Linked DNA regions of Mus musculus: regions 2, 3, 4, 5 and 6 are each linked to region 1. The links are chromatin contacts, called in public HiChIP or PLAC-seq and promoter capture Hi-C maps. All regions are on one chromosome and are shown on one strand. The core of a region is the stretch at or near the end of the contact, and the rest is flanking DNA. Distances in the headings are between cores, read along the strand shown.

What was found. Promoter capture Hi-C pulls out the DNA fragments that hold promoters and counts their contacts. HiChIP or PLAC-seq counts read pairs in DNA pulled down with a chosen protein or histone mark. Capture Hi-C pulls out chosen DNA fragments and counts their contacts.
Region 2: a promoter capture Hi-C map of neural stem cells shows a contact between it and region 1. The contact joins the enhancer-like site here to the promoter of Upf2 in region 1. A contact is called at or near these places in 4 of 39 promoter capture datasets (the 3T3-L1 cell line, hippocampal neurons, neural stem cells and 1 more), 1 of 484 Hi-C or Micro-C datasets (CD4 T cells) and 2 of 115 datasets of contacts at active chromatin or transcription factors (bone marrow-derived macrophages and differentiating embryonic stem cells).
Region 3: a contact with region 1 is called in a promoter capture Hi-C map of pre-B cells, with 3 times the contacts expected there. The contact joins the enhancer-like site here to the promoter of Upf2 in region 1. A contact is called at or near these places in 7 of 39 promoter capture datasets (the C10 cell line, the HPC-7 cell line, embryonic stem cells and 3 more).
Region 4: a contact with region 1 is called in a promoter capture Hi-C map of pancreatic islet. The contact joins the promoter of Echdc3 here to the promoter of Upf2 in region 1. A contact is called at or near these places in 4 of 39 promoter capture datasets (the C10 cell line, the HPC-7 cell line, HPC-7-derived erythroid cells and 1 more), 1 of 484 Hi-C or Micro-C datasets (the HL-1 cell line), 4 of 115 datasets of contacts at active chromatin or transcription factors (embryonic stem cells, extraembryonic endoderm stem cells, pancreatic cancer cells and 1 more) and 2 of 9 other capture datasets (adipose tissue and pancreatic islet).
Region 5: a contact with region 1 is called in a promoter capture Hi-C map of liver, with 2.3 times the contacts expected there. The contact joins the enhancer-like site here to the promoter of Upf2 in region 1. A contact is called at or near these places in 4 of 39 promoter capture datasets (the HPC-7 cell line, liver, pre-B cells and 1 more), 1 of 484 Hi-C or Micro-C datasets (liver), 3 of 115 datasets of contacts at active chromatin or transcription factors (bone marrow-derived macrophages, embryonic stem cells and pro-B cells) and 1 of 9 other capture datasets (liver).
Region 6: an HNF4G HiChIP or PLAC-seq map of pancreatic cancer cells shows a contact between it and region 1. The contact joins the enhancer-like site here to the promoter of Upf2 in region 1. A contact is called at or near these places in 1 of 39 promoter capture datasets (the HPC-7 cell line) and 2 of 115 datasets of contacts at active chromatin or transcription factors (bone marrow-derived macrophages and pancreatic cancer cells).

What each region holds. Positions count from the first base shown.
Region 1 is chr2:5,949,607-5,953,092 of GRCm38.p6, forward strand. It overlaps Upf2 (UPF2 regulator of nonsense transcripts homolog (yeast)), which reads left to right and starts at 1,863. Exons shown (of 22, transcript NM_001081132.1): 1 at 1,863-1,947.
Region 2 is chr2:6,404,026-6,407,302 of GRCm38.p6, forward strand. The region is part of intron 5 of Usp6nl (USP6 N-terminal like); the gene reads left to right. Among named protein-coding and RNA genes, the nearest start is that of Gm13388, 32 kb to the right of the region's middle. Within about 2 kb of position 1,351, at least 33 of the 459 cell types and tissues checked have an H3K27ac peak or open chromatin away from gene starts, as enhancers often do. A contact at or near this core is called in bone marrow-derived macrophages and neural stem cells, where this site is marked.
Region 3 is chr2:6,374,332-6,377,751 of GRCm38.p6, forward strand. The region is part of intron 2 of Usp6nl (USP6 N-terminal like); the gene reads left to right. Among named protein-coding and RNA genes, the nearest start is that of Usp6nl, 53 kb to the left of the region's middle. Within about 2 kb of position 1,965, at least 54 of the 459 cell types and tissues checked have an H3K27ac peak or open chromatin away from gene starts, as enhancers often do. A contact at or near this core is called in pre-B cells, where this site is marked.
Region 4 is chr2:6,211,263-6,214,822 of GRCm38.p6, forward strand. Echdc3 (enoyl Coenzyme A hydratase domain containing 3) reads right to left here and starts at 1,732. Exons shown (of 5, transcript NM_024208.4): 1 at 1,529-1,732. The coding sequence starts at 1,698. All of the region lies in intron 1 of A230108P19Rik (RIKEN cDNA A230108P19 gene), which reads left to right.
Region 5 is chr2:5,455,072-5,458,817 of GRCm38.p6, forward strand. All of the region lies in intron 2 of Camk1d (calcium/calmodulin-dependent protein kinase ID), which reads right to left. Among named protein-coding and RNA genes, the nearest start is that of Gm36853, 25 kb to the right of the region's middle. Within about 2 kb of position 1,265, at least 13 of the 459 cell types and tissues checked have an H3K27ac peak or open chromatin away from gene starts, as enhancers often do. A contact at or near this core is called in liver, where this site is marked.
Region 6 is chr2:6,358,201-6,361,972 of GRCm38.p6, forward strand. The region is part of intron 2 of Usp6nl (USP6 N-terminal like); the gene reads left to right. Among named protein-coding and RNA genes, the nearest start is that of Usp6nl, 37 kb to the left of the region's middle. Within about 2 kb of position 1,736, at least 47 of the 459 cell types and tissues checked have an H3K27ac peak or open chromatin away from gene starts, as enhancers often do. A contact at or near this core is called in bone marrow-derived macrophages and pancreatic cancer cells, where this site is marked.

The sequences.
Region 1 (3,486 bases), core at 613-3,112:
GAAATAAATACTTTCTTGTTCTGAGATAGGATTTTGCTGTGTGCTAGGATGGCCTCTAATTTGTAGCAATCCTCTTGTGCTGAATTACAGATGTGAACCACCACACCACCAGATCTGGAGCAGGGTAAGACAGACAAAATAAGAAAAGGAGACCTGCGACTTGGAAGTGGTCCTCAGTTGTGTGTTATAGAAAAAGCTTCTCGGGCTGTAGAGATGGCTCAGTGGTTAAGAGCACTGACTGCTCTTCCAGAGGTCCTGAGTTCAAATCCCAGCAACCACATGGTGGCTCACAACCATCCGTAATGAGATCTGACACCCTCTTCTGGTGCATCTGAAGACAGCTACAGTGTACTTAGGTATAATAATAAATAAATATTAAAAAATAAAAAAAGCCGGGCGTGGTGGCGCACGCCTTTAATCCCAGTACTCCGGAGGCAGAGGCAGGCGGATTTCTGAGTTTGAGGCCAGCCTGGTCTACAAAGTGAGTTCCAGGATAGCCAGGGCTACACAGAGAAACTCTGTCTCGAAAAACAAAAAACAAAAAGCTTCTCATAATTACTTATCAATGGCATAGAGTGGCAGCATTCACCTCTCCCTCCTTCGGTGCCCTTTACGTGATTGACCTATTGGTTGTTTTGAACAAGAAAAAATTAACCCAGGAGGTGCACAATTTGAAAGAGAATTTACTTGCTAATAATGAAGTGGGCAGGGAGAAAGCAAATGGGCAAAGGCTGAATAAAAAGGGGGCAAAGACATCTCAAGCACTAAGGTTGGTAGCAGATCATTGTACGGGCTTGAACACTGATGAATCCAGACTTGTTTTGCACCTTTGTTCCTTTGGCTATGGGCCAACCAGAGCAGAACCATATGTACATCTAAGCAGACCACAATCTGAACACGAATCGGAGGTCAGAAGCACATTATATCCACTTGGGAAAACAGGTTGAGCAGCTGATAATGCACTTCACAGTCAATTTGGTTCAAGTTCGTAACCCCATCCCTTTAAAAACGGGGCGATTTCATTCCACTGTGAAAGTTATAATACTTACAATAGAGGGCTTTCTATATTTTCCAAATGGGAAAAGCCTTGATTGCTCTCTATTTTAGCTGTTTTTCATGTCCAACACCTTAAACCGGTTCTGGAAATTCCCCCACCAGTCTACTCTACCTCTACCTTCCTCAACAGCCATGTTCTTTAGCTTTTCGATTTTTTAAACCTTCAACCTTTCGGTATTAGTCCAATCAAAGTTTGCCTTCTTGAACCCGTTCCTCACGTTCGCATCAGGCAACCTTCGGAGAACTAAGTTACCAACCTTGACCTCGACAGCGCCCCGTAATTCTACTATCCCACCACTCTTCTATGCCTCCTTAGAGTTCCGCCCCGTCTCATTCTCGCTCCCCCCACCCCCGCCCCCAGCCGTGAATCGCTTGCGCCTGCGCATCTCCAATTCAGGCGCTTTCCCTTTCCTGACGACCAATCCACTTCCCGCCTCCGGTCCTTGGAACACTCCTCCCCTCTGCTGGGGCCCTGATTGGAGGTGCTGGAAGCGGTTGTCCTATTCATTGCCTGTACATAAAAATTTACAGATAGGAGAATTTCAACGAATATCTGAAGGAGAAGCACATCCTCGAGATTAGGTATAGATTGATCACTTCTTAACCCAGACGAGGGATTGAACACATAGCGAGGGACCGGAGACGAAGGTCCATTTGGACTAGGCAGTCGTGCGGGCAGCCTTTTCCTTTTCCCTCTGCGCTCCGCCCCGCCCCCCTAGCAGCCCGGCCGCGTTGGTGAGTGGCGGGCGGGCGGGCCGACGGGCGGAGGGAGGAGGGGAGCGGAGGGAAGGCGGGCCCTCGTCTGCGAGAGCGGCGGGGGGAGGGGAGGGGAGCCCGAGCGCTGGAGTTGGTGCTGGGAAACCCGGGGCTAATGTTGACAACAGGCACTAGGTGAGTTCCGGGGATCCTCCTTCCCCCTCCACTCCGACGATAGGGACGAGCTGGTGCGGAGGGCTACCGGTCCGGACTCCTGCTCCCCGAGGGACCCGAGAGGCGACTCCGCACTCCAGCTCTCCGGGGGCGGCGAGCAGTGGAGGGACGAGCGGATCGGACGTCGTCCTCCTCAGACCCCTCTCCCGGAGGCTCCGGTCAATGTGGGGGGGATGTCTCGGCCCGGCCGAGGCCGGCGTGAGGGGCGATAGAAGAGGTGTCTGCCCCGCATGCCTGGGCCCAGCGTCGGGGCTGGAGGCGGAGGAGCCTGCCGTGGAGGGGGAAGGTGTTCGGGGGCGTGGAAGAGTGCGAGGAGAGGCTTGGGGCGAGCTCGGCGGTCCGGAGGGAAGCGTGGACGAGGGAGCGGGGAAGATGTGGAGTAGGCAGTCGAGCTGGAGAGGCTGCAGTCTGAGGGAGTGTGGGATGAGAAGTTAGGCTTGGGGCTTAGATGTCCCCACGGAATAGGAGTTGTGGACGGGAAGTGTGTCAATGGTGGGACCCTGAGACCCAGCGGGGGTTTGTGGGAGATTTGTGGGTGATGCGTGTGCAGGGGAAGAGGCTTGGAGCGGACCTGCGGATGGGGGGCAACGGGGCTGTTCGGGTTTACTTCCTTTTAATCAGGTAGGATGGTTGACTGTTCGACTCGAACTCAAGGCTTTCATTACTTCCCTTACAAGCAAGTACTGTTGAACTAAAGAGAAGCCTAGCAGAGGCTGCTTACAGGTTTGGGGGTACGCATGGAAGCGAATAGCCTTGCTCTTAGAAAACCTTAAATGTACCGATTGACACATTAGATGAAAATAAGACTGTTACTGACCCTTCTCATTTGTCATAGTTTTTAGGGGTTCATAAAAGTCGTACAGATCGTCAGGAAAGCCACTTTTGAGCTGTGGTGAAATCTCTGAAAAAATTTGAATAAGTCTCGTACATATATAAGGATTTTGTAAAAGAATAAACTCAGAAACCGGAAGATATCTCTGTGCTGTTCTACCTTTAGAACATTTTGAGTTCAAAACACAGACTTGAAAGGTAAACCAGCATTCTCTTACTCTGTAGTGTTTTCAGAGCAGTCTGATTGTGATTTCATACATAGACCATATGGTACTTAGCAAACTTATAGCTGTATTAGGGGACACCTCCGTTCTCTGTCCTCTCTCCAGGACACTGCATTAGAGTCTGTCTTACTAGTAAAACAGTTTTTACTTTCTTTTGGAAGTTTAGAATGTACTTAGAAAGGCAACTAAAATAATACAGACCAAGTGCCGGGAGCGGTATTTTGGGAGCTAGAAAGGTGGTTTTCAATCATACTTTCCTTTTAAGGGCTGTCTGAGTACTTAGCAGAGTAGTTTGTAAAAGTTGATTCTATTTCAATTTCAAGACCACTAATTTTTATATTCACTTCTTTAATATAATATTACATGGGAAATTTGGAGACACTCTAGGTGAATTATTTAGCTGTTATTAAATAAGAATCTAGTGCTTTTATTAGATTTAATTTAT
Region 2 (3,277 bases), core at 101-2,600, 450 kb after region 1:
CATTAGCATAGAGAACTCCAGGTGTTTATGTAGTGATCTAGTGCCTGTGTCCTCAGTGGCGGGTCAGGGCTGCCTGTTTCAGAACAGGTCCCAGGGGCTGGGCTCATTAAATCTTAGCATTCATTTGCCTGTCTGCTATCAGCATCTCACAGGCCTTGAGAGGCACAAATAGTAGAGCTTGAGGTCATCTGGTCTCCATAGAGAGTTGTAGGCTAGCAGGCCTGAAACCCTCTTCATCTTACACTAGTAAAGTGAGGACTGTTTGTATAGTTACTTGTCAGCCCTTTCCTGGGGGACAGAGGGCTCCAGTGCTTTGTTCTTTCACACACTGCACGTGCTTATTAGATGACTGTCTCGAATATTTGTTCCTGCATTTGTGATGCTTGCATAAATGTGTGTGTGTGTGTGTTCACAGCATACATGTGAGAGTTGGTTCTCTCCTTCCACCAGATGGGCACTGGGGATTGAACTCAGGTTGTTAGGTTTGGTGACCTGTGGCTCTGACTCTGCCTGTTATTTTACCAGGTCTGTGGTCTGATACCCCCCCCCCCCACAAACACACACATAAACTTAGACTCAGGCAAAGTAGTCTAAGGTTAGAAACTAGCATTCTCTAGTGTCCGCCTATACCGAGTGGCCGAGCTCTGCCGTTGCTAGACACATGATAAAGATCTATCTGTACATTGTCATTGAGTTAGGTCAGGACGAGTTGTTGCCCTGCTGAAGTTTCCACTCTGCAGTGTGCAGCTGAAGCTGTGCTCTTTGGTGCTTAGGAAGTCTAGTGTGCTGATATCTGTCTTGGCAGGTGATGGTGGCTCTGCCCATCTGTTTTGGTCTATAGTAGGGCGTTTCCCGTTTAAAATAGGGACAGTGATCCTCCCTCCCAAAAGGATTGATGTGATGCTTGCAAAGTAATTTGGGTTCCCCCAAATAGGCACTTAAACAAATAAACAAACACACTCATTATATTTATCCAGTAGAGAACAATATTAATAATGGATTATATTATTTCCTTGAGCTTATTGATGTTTTTAATAAGGAGGAAAGGGTATATAAAACTATGAATTTTCATAGCTAAAGCTATGAAATGCAGTGCAGTATTTTGCATAATATATAAAATATGAAAGCCTTCCATTTTTAAATTTTTTATTTTGTTTGTGTGTGCATATACATGCATATGTGCACATGTGCCACTGTGGTGGGCATGTGGAGGTCAGAGGACAGCTTACAGTGAGCGGTTTGTTCTCTTCTTCCTTCACTGTGTGAGTCCTGAAGGTCAGACTCCAGTCAGGCGTGGTGGATGGCCAGTGTTTTACCCTCCGCCATCTGGCCAGTCCTCCTTTATTTCTTCTGAAGAACGCCTTCGTTTTACCCTGCATCCAGGCTTACTGCTAAGTGACCGCACATTGCAGTGGCCAGGTCTCCTGTTCTTCTTATCCTCTCCTGACCTCTGCTGGTGAGATCCAGGCATGGGTGACTCCCAGCAGCATTTACTCACACGTCCTTACTGTAGGACATGGGAGGACCAAAATGTGTACTACTGTCATGCTTTGCACACTATGGAGCACCTCAGATGTTGGAGTTTCTCCTCAGTGGACAGTTGTCACAGACCTGCTACTTAGTAGCAGATTGAGTGCCCAGCTGAATTTCTTGATTAATTATTTATTTACATCCCAAATGCTGCCCCATCCCCTTCCCCCCTTCCCCTTTACTTCTGAGAGGGTGGCCCCTGGTTTATTTCCCCACCCTGGGGCATCAAGTCTCTGGGTTAGGCACATCCTTCCCCACTGACACAGGACAAGGCAGTCCTCTGCTACATGTGTAGTACTAGGGGCCTCAGTCCAGCCTGGGTATGGTTGGTGGCTTAGTCTCGTAGAGCTCCCTTAGATCCGGGTTAGTTGACTCTGTTGGGGTTCCTATCCCTTTCAGGGTCTTCAATCCTCCGTTTTCCCAAGGGTCCCTGACCTCTGTCCTATGTGTGGCTGTGGGTCTCTGCATCTGTTTCAGTCAGCTGCTGGGTGGAGCCTCTCAGAGGGCATTATGCTAGGTTTCTGTCTGTAAGCATAACAGAATATCATTAATAGTATCAGGGATTGCTGCTTGCCCATGGGATGGGTCTCAAGTTGGGGCAGTTAAATGGTTGGCCATTCCTTCTGTTTCTCCTTCATCTTTGTCCTTGCATTTCTTTTAGACAGGACAAATTTTGGGTTGAAATTTTTATGGGTGAGTGGGGTCCTGCCTGGCTACAGGAGGTGGCCTCTTCAGGTTCCGTGTCTGCACTGTTAGGCATCTTGAGGCCAAATCAAAGGTTCACACGACTGTTTGGGGAGCTGGAGCAGCTCACAAAAGTGCCGCACTTACTAGATCCATTTACTAAAAACAGTCCTCTGAGGAGCAGCCAAATGGAATACATGTGCATGGGGTTGGAACCAAGGGACAGAGGTTCCTTGCCCTCCTTGAGTATGAGAATCTCTTGAGCACTTCAGGTGATCACCAACCGGGAAGTTGCTCAACTCCACAGCAGAGGACTATTAATGGAGGGTCTATAACTTAGCTATGGTCAGTGTGTGAGACCTGAGTGCAGTCTTCAGCGTCATCATAGACCACTCACAGCAGAGATGAACCCTGAGACTCCAGTCACTTTCGCCTTTTTTATTCAGATTCAGACCCCAGCCAACCCCAGTTAATGTAATCCAGAACTCCCTCACAATTATGCTCTGAGCTTTGTCTGTAGTGCTCAACTAACATAGAAGTCTAAACTACACTAGAGATTATCCAAGCTATAATTTCTTTCCTTTTTCTTTTTTAAAAAAGAATTATTTATTAATTTTATGAATATGAGCACACTGTAGCTGTCTTTAGATGCACCAGAAAAAGGCATCAGATCCCATTACAGATGGTTGTAAGCCACCATGTGGTTGCTGGGAATTGAACTCGGAACCTCTGGAAGCCAGTGCTCTTAACCACTGAGCCATCTCTCCAGCCCTGGTATATTTTCTTATATGTATAGAAGAAAGAAAATCATGCTTAATGGTTCTGAAAATGGTGTGTATATGTCTTATTCTTTCAGGATACATAACATTTAAACTAATTTATGGCAAACATTAATATACAAAATGTATCTTAGAAAAGAATGACTACTTCCTGAAGTGATTTATTGGTAATTCATAGTAGTAAAAGTGGAAGTCAGAGGGCCGCCTGGCTGAGTGTGTGACCCTTTTTGCTGGCTTGTGGATTTGGATGTTTGCTGTTGGTAGAGAAGGGGCTTCTGCTTCAG
Region 3 (3,420 bases), core at 715-3,214, 420 kb after region 1:
TTTGTATTTCTAAAGCCGTGCTTTGTAACCGATGGCTGGAGGCGTTCAGGCTTTACAGTGCCGCGGGGCTAGGGTCAGGGATAGGGTTGCGCTTGCGTTTTTGCTTTGCTCAGGAGACTGTTATGCGCATGCGTTAGCAGCTCCGTGTATCCTCAGAGTCTGCACTGTTTGTGCTGTCATTTTGTTATGTTGATGACTTATTGTAGGTGCTGGAGAAATTTGATTTCATATAAAAAATTTGAAGCAAAATTCTGGGGAGATCCATGATTTATGACTTGTATAGATCGACTCTAGAGAGCTCATGCTATATTGCCTTAGTAAATCAAATTACTCAGAGGGGCTGGGGAGACAGCTCGGAGCGTTCATTCTTTCTGTGGACTTGGGTTTGGTTCACAGCATGCACACAGCAGTGTGTAACTGTCTCTAACTTGAGTTTTCAGGGGATCTCTTGATGTTCTCAGGCATGCAGAGCATGTAGCATGGACATACATGTAGGTAAGACATTCATATACATGAAATAAATGTTTCTTTTTTTTTTTAATTACTGAGGCTAATGCATTTTTTTTGTTTTGTTTAGTTTTTGTTGGTAATCCTCACCCCCATCCCCACCCCCACTGCCATCTCCACAGCTTTCTGTCCTGTGATAGTCAAGAAAAACAAAGCTACATTGGCAGGGACTAGCATAGCTAGGCAGTGAGGCTGACTTGCTAGGTCAGTGATTGGGTTTTCTAGTCACAGTGTCTCAGGAAAATACCCATTGATACATACTACCTCTAGGAGTTGCTGCACAGCTGGAATTGATAAATATAAAATCTTCAGATATCAAGGATGTGATGAGCACCAGAGACCTCATCTCTGTACTGTCAGCAGAAGGAAGGGAAGTGACAGAATTGAGGAAAAACCAACAAGTAGAGAATGAGGGAAAGCTGTTCAACTGAGGAGTGAGTTTAAGGCCAGAGAAAATGTCACACAGAGCTGAGGGGTCCTCAGACCTCCTACCCCCACAGCTGGAGCCATTTCTCTTGCCCATTCTTTCCAGGCATCGTCCTCAGGAGTCCAGGGCTTTGTCCTTCCCTACAGGCGCGGCTCTGCCTCCTCTGGCTGCCGTGGGCAGGTTTCCTCACTCATGGCCCACATACAAGGGTTACAACTAGATAAATTGTAGCTATTTTAAAAGTTATTTTTCAAAATTTGTCTCAGGATTAAAGTACTGGCAACTTTATTCCCATCCTGCTGGTGCCCAACAAAAATTCCTCTGTCTCAATGTGATAAGTGGGTGCATGCATGTAAATAAATGTGGTTTAAAAAAGTCTTAAGATGGACAGTGGTGGCACATGCCTTTAATCCCAGAACTTGGGAGGCAGAGGCAGGGCGGATTTCTGAGTTTGAGGCCAGCCTGGTCTACCGAGTGAGTTCCAGGATAGCCAGAGCTATACAGAGAAACCCTGTCTCGAAAAAATAAAATAAAATAAAGTAAAATAAAAAAATAAAAAGTCTTAAAATGCCCAAATAAGGACTTGTTACATTGAAGATATAGTGTCATGTACACTGTACAACAGTTCAGGCTTCTTACAGGAAGTTGTGAACTACTCATGTGTAAGTTAAGAGTTTGTCCAGGCCAACTCTAGTTTTACTTATGTGTTTGTGTAAGGGGATACATATGTATGAGAGTGTGCATGTTCATACCTGTGCATGTGGAAGCTATAGGTTAGCCTTGAGAGTATATATTTCAGGAGCCATCCACCTTGTTTTTTGAGACAGCCTCACTGGAACTTAGGACCTAGGGTCTGCCGTTCTAGCGCTGGCGTGAGCTGGGGTGACTACAAGCACACGCCCGGTGCAGCTGCTTTTTTTATGTGGGTTTCATGCTTGGAGGACAATCACTTTACCAACTGAGCCACAACTCTGCTCCTGCTCTACTTTTAATTTATTCATACTGATATTCAAAGTGATACCAAAGTTGGGTTTAAGCGGATGCTGTCTGAAGCAGCTGTGCCTTCACTGAGGCAGGGACAGTCAGCTCACGCCCTGCCCTCAAGCTTTGTGGAGGATACTGAGTTTGCTTTACGAAACTGTCTTTGTTGGGAAATACTGAAGTCTTTGTATAATATTCACATACCATAATTTGCCAGTGGTAGATATGTTAAAAATACTGCCTTTAAAGTTTGATCTTTAGAATTAAGTTTTTGCTCCAAAGAGTGTATGTGCTATATAGATATATAAAAGAGATTGGAAAGAATTGAACAAAATTACTGTAGAACTGACTTCTGTTAACTGGAGTATAAATTAGAGACAGGATATTGGGTACAAAAGCCCTTTGTGGGCGCTTTTTTTTTCCTGCCCATCAACTTGCAGTTGGAAGCTAGTAAGATATTTTTTAAAAATAAAGCTTTATTGTACTTAATGGTACATGCAGTAATACCAAACTACTTCAGTTTAACTCTTGAAGAAACTTGCATACTTGTTTATAATAAGCAGCTTCTACAAAAGTCCATCTTGTATCCTTAAAACACGTTAGCACTTTATAATGATTCCAGTGAAGGGAAACCACTTCAGCACCACGCACCTTAGAGTGTAGCGAGTCAGCATGCCGAGGAATCACGGCAGCGTCTCCTCTTACGTGGGGAGGATAGTTGCTTGTAGAAACACAACCAGAGCCTATTGCTTTGAGACTGTGGAAATCCACCAGCCCACTTCCTGGCTCCTGGGCGCTGTTTTCTTGGTGGCATATCCTTTATTTACTGGGATGTGTTCTCATGTCTCTTTACCTTCTGTGGTGCTGTGCCTTGATACACATGTTGAGCTTGGGGCTCCATGCTAACATAGTGTAAGACAAGTAGCTTTACCTCCAAGTCTCACTTTCTCATTTGAAATGTACAGTTGAGAGTTTCTGGAGCATGTAACTGGCAGTGGGGGCTGTGGCCTGAGCACGGTGGAGCTGTGTCATCTGACAGGTAGTGAGGCCCAGTTTACATGGGAGCTGATCCGAGAAGCTGCTCTTCACCAGGCCTTGCTCGCTCTGCAGCTTTATTTACCCTCCTCTGTCTCCTGAACGCAAGCGTATTTCCTTGGCTCTTGCCCTTATTTAATGTTGAGCTAATGCTGACAAGTTTTCTTGACAAACCATGGTTTGATTGCTTCTCATTTTGCTTATTCATAGAGCATGTGACAGATTTAGAAAAGCTTGCAGCCTCATTGCTTTGGTCGCAGTGTTATTCTGGAGCTTAAAAGCTGTAAGATCTCTGCAGGTTAATTAATCTAATAATGTTCCTATCTGTTTAATGACCAGTAATGATACCTATTTCATGTTTCTGATGTGAGGAGATTAGACTATACAGAATAATTAATGCTAGCTGATATTTGTGAAGCTGGCCTTTCATTGCTAACTTAATTTATCTGGTCTGTTGATGAGTGACCAGC
Region 4 (3,560 bases), core at 482-2,981, 260 kb after region 1:
AGTACTGTTCTAATGCTTGGCTCAGGTAGAATATTAATACATGATTCCTATCATCTATAATCAACTGGTCTCATCACCCTTCTCTTCTGATTCCCGATTCATGTTTACTTCTGAAGGACTCAGTCTTCCATCTCTTGCCAGAATTTCTGAGCAGATATGAGCAGACTTTATTTGGTGGGGGAGGGGATGCAGCCCAGGCTAGTCTCGAACTTGCTATGTAGTCCTGGAGGGCTTTGAACTCAGGTTTGTCCTGCTTCAGCCTTCCGAGTGGTGTGATTACAAGCCTGTGCTACCACACCCAGCTTATGACTATAGTATTAGTATTAGAAGCTTCTCTTTAAAAATCATAAAGGGCCGGGCAATGGTGGCGCACGCCTTTAACCCCAGCACTTCAGAGGCAGGAGCAGGCAGATTTCTGAGTTCAAGGCTAGCCTGGTCTATAGAGAGAGTTCTAGGACAGCCAGGGCTACACAGAGAAACCCTGTCTCAAAAAAAAAAAAAAAATCAGAAAGGAAGGCTCTACATTTCAGAGCCCCCTAAGGCTCTCTTTGGGAGTGTTTCTATCTCTGTTGATGGCCAAGGAGTCCACAGGAAATGGGATTGCTCTTTAGTTACTGAGCCCCACCAATGCTTAGCCCCTGTGGTGGCCACCCATGGTTGTCTGTAGGGAGTTAGGGGACAGACAGAATATGGGCACCTTGGATGGGTATCCGCAGACCTGTGTGCTAAGCTCCTTAAAGGCTGTAGTAATAGAGAGGTCTGAGGGTGAAGGGGAGGTGTGGGGAGAGCCAAAGGCCAGAGGTTGGCTCTCCATTCTTTTGGAGGACCACATAAAAGTTTGGGTGAGGATTAAAAAGTGAAACATGATCTTCTAGGGTTAAGAAGAGCTATTTACTGGAGTAGGGGGCATATCACTTAAACAGCTCCACCTGTAGCTCTTAAACAAGGAAACGTAGCTCTTCACAGCCTTGTGCTGCCCAGGCCTGAAAAGGGTCTTCATTACATCCAGGTTGTGCACGGATTCAAACAAAACTTTAAGGCTTTTAGGTTTGTGGCACAAGGGGGCAGAGATCAGGGCATGTGCCCTGTATCCTTACTTATTGACCTCCCCCACCCTGCATTTCAGCATGCCCTTAACCCTGGAGCCTGCTGATTTTGTTTGTAAGGGCATGGATCTTTTGTGATAGGCTTTCTTGGAGGTCATGGCAACGGCTGTTGCGATAGATGTGTGCTCATGCCAGCAGAAATGTTCAGAAACGACTGGGCAACTGGGCACGGTAGCCGTGTTAGGGGGCCACCAGGAAGTTTTCACTTACAACCCTCACATGTGCCTCGTATTAGTGTGCACAGGGAAGGGACACCTGTAAACTCAGTATGCAAGGATTCCTCCACCAAAGATGTCATCTTTTCGAGATGAAATCGAAAAGAACAGTGACAAATAACTCAGGATTAGTGGCGGCAAGGCCTGTTGATCCCGAGTCCTGGCTCCCAACTCCAGGGAGAGCCCTGGCACTGCCTGCAGGCTGACCTGATTCCGTCCTGCTGTCGCGTGCTGGTGAGCCTTGGCTCTGACTCCGACCCCGCAGGTCCTGCTGACCCTGGGCTGCAGAAGCCGGCGGAGAGAGGGGCCCATGGGTTGCGCCTGAGCCAGCTGGGCCACTTCACCCCAAAGGCCCGAAGGCCTGCGACCACAGCCATTGCAGCCAAGAAAAGCAAGGTTGACTGTGCAAGCAGCCTAGGCCTCGGGTTTTTCCCTTTTAGACCTGGTCACTCAGAGCCCCGCCTTCAGGGCCCCACCCCCAAAGCCCTGCCCCGGTGTCCTTCTCCTGGAGCCACGCCCCCAAACCCGGGCTGCGAAACTAGTGGAGCGGGGCGGGTGGGGTGGAGGGGCTCGGGGCCCTGCCCTGGGTGTAGGTCACAGAATGAAACTCATTTGCCAGAGCCAGTGATTTGTTTGATTTAGTCAGGCTGTGAAGGAGTTTAAGGGAGGGGAGAACTGGGTTGGCTCGTTTCTTTGTGTAGCGACACCAGGAATGTGCCGGATGTTGTGAAATGAGTGTCATCCGGTGATGAGTGGCAGGAGCTATGTACCACATTGCTGCGCCCACGCCTCCCACAGGAAACTCTCCTATGCCTTGTGGGTGATCCTGGATCACAAGGAGTGTTTAGCCTACTATAACTTTGAATGTTTTGCATCTTCCCGTGCAGACGCGGGAGACCGGTATTTATAGCTTGGGCTTTCCACATTCGCCCAGGGGAAGCCTGGAATCCGTTTCAGGATCCCAGTGGCTAGATGAGAGGCATATCCTACAGTGAAAGGCTTTTAAGTAAATCCTTGCGGTGTGGTAATTCTTGCAAATGTGGGTATTTGTGGGAGACACAGAATAAATAATCTTAGCTCTTAAGATCTTGTTGCTTCTAGAGGGAGGTGCCATCCCAGGAGCCCGAACTCTTTCCCAATGGGTTCTGCAAGGATAACAGTATATACAAGATATACAGTATATACAATACATTCATTAAATCTCAGAAAGTAAAAAGATTTACAAGGGTGTCCTATAAGATGACCAACCTGCAAGGCATTGAAGGGGCATCAGGGATGCAGCCTCTGTGAGTCTTATGTGTGCTGCTGTGGGATTTTAATCCATGCAGCTGCCTTTGAGTCTTTTGTGCTCCTGCAAGTAGCTCCTCACCCCTACCTACAGAGGTAACCCCAGTAGACTTACCGGTTCCCTAAGCTAGCCTTGGGTAGAATCGTTTCTTTGCTCTGTGGATGTCATCCTAGAAAAAGTCACACAAGGGGCTTGTTTTTTCCTTTTGTTTTGAAACGGGGTTTCTCTATGTAGTCTTGGCTGTCCTGGAACTTGGGTAGCCTCAAACCCACAGAGATCCACTTGCCTCTGCCTCGTGAGTGCCGGGATTAAAAGCATATACCGTCACTGCCCACTGCGAAGCTGTCATCCTCAGCTTTATAACAGGACAAAACAGTGTATAAGGTGATATTTCAAAATATCATTGAAGACTCTCCCACTACCCTTCACCCCTCCATTTCCTTGACTGTTGTTCTATCTAAAAAGCTAGATTATTCTTTGTTTCTGTGAAGAAACCCAGAATCCAGAAGAATCCAGCTGGTTAGAGGGTTGCAATTCTTGACCTCTGGGTTTTTAAAGCTTGACTCGTAGGGATGGAAGGCTACAAAGCAAGCATAATAAATTAGACTTGCCTTGATAGAGCTGGCCTATGAGTTTTGAAATGATCTCCCTGACCTCGGTGGTGTGATGTGACCACTGAGTAGCAGGTAGCTGCAGGAGTTACCCTTCAGGTCGTGCGTGTTAAGAGTACCAGGCAGATGCTAAGGTTGGGTGCCAGAGGGGGAGGTCTGTGGGGGGCCAGGTGGCTCAGAACAAGCTTTCAGCCAGACTAAGGTTTGGGGCAAGTGTAGGGCAAGAAGAGCCTATGAGAAAGGGAAGAAGAAGGTGATTATTATGGGAAAGAGAGCTAGCCAAGGTTTCCCTAGCTGAGAATGGAATAGTGAGAGCCTCAGCTAGGATAGAGGCAGTGGG
Region 5 (3,746 bases), core at 15-2,514, 500 kb before region 1:
AATGCCTGTGGCTTTGCAGACTTAGAGGACCAACGTTCCCACTGCGACAGGCCTTGGTGTTCTAGGAATGTGCCCACACTGGATCCAAGCTGCTGGATCCGCTGTTCCTTGACTTTTGCATTTTGGTAATTAATGATGTCACCCAGTCTGTCTGGGTCAGACCAGGCTGCAGAGAACCTGGCACATTCTAATGAGTGAGAACCTCTTTCAGGCAACTATATGTCAGGTATTAATGAGCATGTTTCGTGATTAGCTCTATGTTTGTTTTTAATCTCATATCTGTTTTTCTTATCATTTCCATTGAGTGTACAAGAAGCACAAGGTCCTCTGTTCTTTTTTGGGAAAGTAGCAGCGAGTTTCTTTGGAGCTGAGATTAGCGTCGCGATTAGAATCGGGTTTTGCTTTGTCCCAGAGTTTTCAAAAGAAGCTTGCTACAGACCTCACCTCTTGGCTTCGCAGTACCGGGTGGCTGAGTGTGCTGAAGCAGTTCTGAGTTTATAGTTTGGTGGTGCCCTGATAATAAAAGACCAGGACCCAAAGGATATTAGCTCTTAGGAAGTATCTCAGGGCCAGCTTAAGCACTGCTTACAACATACTCAGGACACTATAAACAGTTTGTGAAAAATCAACTGGCTGCTATTCACCTAGATTTCTAGAAATCCCATGGGGGTGGCACCAAGAAGACTGTTCAATTGGTAAGGTGCTTGCTTTGCAAGCTTAAAGCCATGAGTTCAAGTCCCAGAGTACATATTAAAGCAACAACAAAACAGGAATGGCAGCCCAGGTTTGTATTCCCATCACTAGGGAAATGGAGACAGGCCAATGCAGCTGACCCAGCCTACTTGGAATATCAAGGCAAGCAGAAGCCCTGTGTCAAAAAGCATAGTAAATGGGTGACCAAGAAACAAAACCTCAAAGCTATCCTCTGGTCTTTTCTCTCTCTCTCTCTCTCTCTCTCTCTCTCTCTCTCTCTCTCTCTCTCTCTCTCTTGCTTGTGTGTGTGTGTGTGTGTGTGTGTGTATACAAACATACAGACACACGCACACACACCAGAGAGAGGGGGAGGGGAGAGAGAGAAATTTCAGAGTTTCAAGAGAAATTCATAACTTAACAGTCCCATGAGGAAAGGGGACATAAAACCAAGCTGCCATATGGAACCCTGACAATGACACCCAGGGAACCAGACAAGAGGAGTGTGACACTCACTGCTCTCCTGTTCAGCAGAGCAGCTGGCAGACTCAGATGATCACAGTCTGTAAGCCAAAAGCCAAGGTGATCTGGGCCAGGCTGAGGTCACACACAGGCCACTGGGTGCAGTGGCAGTGCCTTACCTTATCACAGCAGCCAGGCAGAAAGATCTTTGCCTCCCTGAGCACCAGACGTCATTACACCCACTTTCCCTGGTGTTTTCCTATCTTGTTTTTATGGTCTTCTGGTTTCCCAAATATTTTAGAAAATTCAGTGCAGACCCTGAGACCACCAACGTATCTATTGTCTGCACTAGCAGAATTTACCATAGACAATGTAAAATCAGAAGTCAAAAATTCACACTGATACATAGTGTACTTCCCTGTCTAGGTACTGGATTCTGTTCAACAGCTTTAAAACATGTTCTGCTATCAGGGCTCTATGATAGGGTATTTGCCTAGCACAGGCAAGACTCTGGGTTTGATTCCCAGCAAAACCACCACCAATAAAACAATCTACTACTAAAAACTAAAGACAAGACAAACAAAATAAACAGAGGGAAGGGAGTAATATTGATAAAACAATTTAGAAATTCAATTTAAAAACTATGCCCCAAGACAGTTGTTACTGATACATTTCAATACAAAGGCAAGTTCTGCCCTAATTCTCAAAAAGTTATCTTCAAGGATTGGGAGATGGCTCAGTGGATAATGTGCTTGCTGTGTAAGCACAAGGTCTTGAGTTCAGATACCCAGGACCCTTGTCAAACCTGGGCATGGTAGTGTGTCTAACTGGGGAAGTAGAAACAGGTGAGTCCATGCAGTCCACTGGTCAGTCAGGCTAGCTGAACCAGTGCTCAAGTTCAGAGAATGACACTGGGTCTGGCTTGAGCTCCTAAAACCCCAAAGCTCACCTCCATTGACACACTTCCTACAAGACCACACCTCCTAATCCTTCTCAAGTAGTATTACTCCCTGATGACTGAGCAGTCAAATATATGAGCCTATGTGGCCACTCTTATTCAACCATCACACTATGGGGAGGCTCCAGGTTCATAAGAGATCTTGCCTCAAAAAATAACATAGAGAACAGTAGAGCAAGACATGTGATGTTAACCTCTGACCTACAGACAGACAGACAGACAGACAGACAGATAAGAGAGAGAGAGAGAGAGAGAGGGAGAGAGAGGTTGGGGTTCTTTTAAATCCCCCCTCTTATTTAGGATTTATTTAAAACCCAACAGTAATTTTAAATAATTTCAAGAAGCCAGCAATACAACTATGAGGATAGGGAAGAGGTGAGGAGATGCCAATACACATAAACAAATGCATATGCCTGTATGGAAATTTTCCACCCCTTAAGCTCACACGCACAATGCTGTGGCAGGTGAATGGCCAGCCGCACTTATTCCACTGCAGGTAGAGAACATGGCAGGCAAAAGAATCAAAGAACACTTGAGGGGTAAGAAGCAGAAACCATACAGAAAGGAGCCTTAGAAAAACTAGGTCACCTCTGAGGATCAAGGTCATCAGGAAGAATCGGGAAGCTATGGGAGGACTTACGAGTGACATGGCTCATCTGAGACAATTAAGGGAGAAACCTGGGGACTCAAGACTGGCAGTGTGGGGATCTGCTCGAAGGATGTGGAGGTGGAGAGACCATCTAGTGTTCGTTCATTTTTTGGTTTTGTTTATATATTTTTCCTGTTTAATTCTCTCTCTCCCTCTCCCCCTCCCCCTCCCGCTCCCTCTGCCTCTCTCTCTTTCTATTCTTGGGACAAGAGCTGGCCTCACTCATGGATTTAACATCTGGATACAAAATATGATCAGCTCTGCCCAGGGGAGTGGTTCTTCCCAAGATAGCACTGGACTGTGACACCTCTCAGGGGAAGAGGGACAAGGACACAGGGAGTACCCTGTTCACACTTCAGAGTGGAGCAGTGGAGGGGGCAGGTGGGCAAGGAAAGCAGACCTGTGGCTGTTCCCGTGCTTCTCTCCAAGTCTGCTGCCTGGAGCAGCCGCATAGCACGCAGTATGTGCAGAGCGTATATAAAACCCATAGAGCCGGCTTCCTAACACATCCAGAGAGTGTGGAGGAGTGCCAGACATGGGGTGGAGCAGTGAAGGCAGAGAGAGGAGACACAAAGCCAGGTGGCCCCTGGGCCAGCTCATAAACACAGGCTGAAGGTAGATATCACAAGACAGCCTGAGCACACAGCTACAGAGCCTGGTCCAGTGTCTTCCTCGGTACCCCAGGGGTATCCTGTGTCCTGGGCCATGGCCAGTGAGCCAGGCTCAGGGAGAAGGAGAAAAGGCTTGGGAGCGGGTGGAAGAGAGCAGGTGATGGACCGTGTATGTGGTATGGCTGAAGCAGAAAAAAACTCCTTAAAGATGGCAGCCTGCTCCAGGGGTAGATATAACACGGTGAGAGGCTTGTTGTCAGGTTCACTTTCAGGTTTTAAGTTAGAGAGCTAAGAAGCAATATGTAGGAATCAAAATGCCCACGAAGAGGAAGGCATAGGTGTCTCTGCCACAGGAAGGTTTAATTGGACTGTGTGA
Region 6 (3,772 bases), core at 486-2,985, 410 kb after region 1:
CATCATAGAATTCTAAGTGATTTGGTATCTAATGTGGTAAAGACTAAGACAAGAAGTAAAGGTGTCACTTAAATATATAAAGCCTTTTAATGATACAGCTTTCTTTTGTGATGATATTGACATTTTTAATAAGGAGAAACACAAATATGATCATTGCAATGTGGTGGTGGGAAAATGGATGATCTGTGGTCTTGTTTTGTCATCGTGTGGCTTCATGGAAATCTGTGAATGTCTGTTTTCCAAGATCTCACATTGCTCTTAGTGTACAGAGCTTATACACCTCTTAATCTACTTTGTTTCCGAAAATAGCTTTTTTTTTTTGTTTTTGCAGTACCTTTTAGGCAACACTAGCAGTCCCTAATGCTCACTTGACTGTTTGCTTTTTGCACACACACTCATATGTATATAAAGTGAATAAATATTTCTTTGTCGTCTCAGAAAGTTAGGTTCTTGTGTAAATCTGAGTCATTTTGGGGAATTTCATGGTTCACTGCTGAGTGCTGCAGTTATGCGAGTGATTACAACAGGAAAGACCTCATAGGAGCCCAATCTCTAGACAGACAGGGCACCTGGATTTGTGTGCGTCAGGTTCTGAACAGTAAGGGTGACGCTGGGGACTGACTCCAAGAGTGTTGTGAGCGCTGAGTGGGACGTAATACTGGAAGACTGGCTGGGTCAGGCTGATACCCTGCAAGGATGACCTCTGGCCTGTCCTTAGTGTTTTGTTGAGCTCGTTACTGTTGCTTCACCGTTGTGTATGTTATGCCGGTCTCTTAGGTGGCTGATGGGTCTCCTGGTCAGCGGTTAGATACATTTCTGTGACAGCCTCTGTGGTGATTTGAGTAAGAATGGCCCTGTAGACTCATATCTGAATGGTTATGGAGTGCCATTAGGTGTGGCTTTGTTGGAGGATGTGTGTCACTGGGGGGTGTACTTTGGGGTTTCAAATGCCCAAGGCAGGCACAGTATCTGTCTTCTTCCTGCTGCCTGCTGATCGGGATGTAGAACTCCAGCTACCTCTCCAGTGCTGCTCCATAGCATAGCATACCTCCATGCTTCCCACCGCGATGAACCTGTAGGGCAGCTCAGTTAAATGCTGTCCTTTCTTAAGAGTTGCTATGGTCACAGTGTCTGTTCACAGCAGTAGAAACCCTAACTACCTAAGATAGTGCCCGTTTACTTGTATTTTGAAAACTCAAGGCAAAGCGATTTGTTTTTAAATTTAGAAATAGAACATTTGAAGTCAGAATTGTGTGTATTTTTAGGCAAAGTTAATTGATAAAAAGTTTTATCAAGGCTGTATTCAGGAGATATATTTAGTTCAGATCATATGAGCTTTTCTTTTTCTCAGAAAAATATTATCTCAGAGTCCTGAGCCTTTTATTGGCTCATTGGCTCATGTGCCATTGCGTAGACCATGGTAGAGAGCCATGGCTTAGAACTCTTTGCTTTTTCAAGGGCTACCTTTGAATTGATTACATGCTTCAATTGAGTGTGAGGGATGACCTGAAAGACTTCCTCTCGCTAGACGAACAGCATGATTCACTGGGCAGTCATGCGAGTTCCCCATGTGGCAGCCACTAGCCGCATGTGGTTATTTGAATAATTAAAATTAACTAAGACAAACGTGTGTCAGTCTCTCAGTTACATTGCACTCCACACGTGTCAGTAACTACAGTGGAGTCCGCTGACAGTGCAGAGTCGCTGGTTTCACTGCCTGTCTGGGTTTGCCTTTCAGACTTAGTGCTTACAAGGCCATGTGCCCTTGGGCAGGCTACTCAGGTTCTGGGTACTCTCTAGTTTCTTCACGGTGAAAAGGGGACAGATGTTCTTATAAGATTATTAACTCTAGAGAAAGTGAGTCAATATTTGTTAAGTGCTTAGAGCAGCACCTGGCATGCAGTAAAAAAAATGTTAAATAGGCAAATGTATCGACATTCAGATGAAAGAAAAGCTAAGTGTGGTTTTTATTTTCACATTTGTCATAGTTTAGAATACTATTTCTGTCCATGCTTTAAGCATTTCCTGTGTGCATCCCAACTTCTGGACAGAGAGCATGCCTTTGTTAGCCTGCGCCTTGCTGTTGCTGGCTTTCTACCATCCACATGTAGTCTGTTATGGGTTTTAGCTCATCGCTGCCTCTGCTTGAAGATATTTAATGCTCATGGAGCCCTCCTCTCCTCTTTAGACAGTGTGTAAACCCCCTCAGAATGTGCATTTTACTTATGCACATAGAAGTGTTCAGTGTGTGCTTGTTGAATAGAAGAACCATTCGGGTTTGAAAGGTAACCAGTATTTCTATTGATATCAAAAGTTACATATGTTCAAGTACTTTCTGAAGTGACAGGAACCCAAACCCATTCCACCATCTCTGATGGCATCTCCAAATGTGCTCTAAGCGGATCTCTGCTTCTGTCCGTGTGTCTCAGTGGAGAGGGCCCAGCCAGATCATTTCTGATTACTACCATTCACCTCCCGACAATACCATGACCCTCACCACCTTCTGGATGGCGCTTTCATACAGGATTCTGGTCCTGGCATCTCACTTCTTTAAATTATCTTCTGTGTTTTTGCTGATTGTTGTCAAACATTTACCTGTGAATGGAACACAGACACAGTCAATATCAGAAATGTGTGCCACTTAATGTAGCAAGTGAGGTTTGGTTGTTGGTTATTGAATCCACGTGGGAAAGAAGCCCATAAAACAGATTTGTAGACTGATGTTTGCCTATGGTGTATGACATGGCATGTCAACTTATTAGTATAGCACTGTGTATGTAACAGTGTTGATAGCTGCCTTGAGCTCACGTATATGAACAGGCACAGTGTGTGTACTCCCTTACATTCTGTTGCGGGAGAGTAGATTACGGCAAGATTGCAAGCACACACCGGATGTGTGGTTTGCACATGAAGACCCTTGAGCCTTAGAGACACTGAGGCACTGACTGTATCTCTGCTCTCGGGTTTTGTAAGGGCAGGCGGAGTAGAAAATAGTTGCGCACTGAGGAGCAGAGATTAGCTCCATTCGGAATGATTTTGAGTAGCTTTTTGAACACATGTCCAATAACTACCTTATAGCATGTATGTTTATAGTATCTTTTTTAAAGTACTGCTTTTTATTAAGCCGCGACTGAGTTTTGGCAAGAGTAAATTTGAAGAGAAGGCAGTGATCCATGCCTGAGCTTGCCTGGTGTTTACTTCTCTTCAGTTTACGATCAGTGATGAGTACACATACAAGTAACAGATAATTGGCAAATGTAATCAGTGGCCTAAGTACTGGGAGTGTTCAATTCTTAGCATTATTTTATGACTGAAACACAGTGCCCAGAAGACGTTATGAACATTCTCCAGAGAGTAATTTGGGTTGCAGTGAGTTATTTTATTTAGATTGGTGCTATGAATGACTGTTTGTTTGTACCACTAGCATAATATAATTTAAATGCCATTTAAATGTGCTGAAGCATCTTCATTCAAGTGACTTGTTACCCTTTGCAAATGGGCTGCCGGAGCATGGCTCTCGCCCACGTGGCAGACACCAATGCAGTGATTAATAAAGGTCGTCTACGCAGTCACGGAGAGCTTCTCGTGACTGTTACCTGTACATCTGCTGGTTTCATCTCGACAGCTCCCAGAAACATGAACAAATTATGGATGCTGGGTCTTAAAAGTATGGCGTAGATCAGTGTAAAGGATTTCTTAAGAATGTTTGAATGCTCCTTAAAATTTTAAATACTTTTGTGAAGGTCCTTGTCTTTCTGAAACATGCATAAAC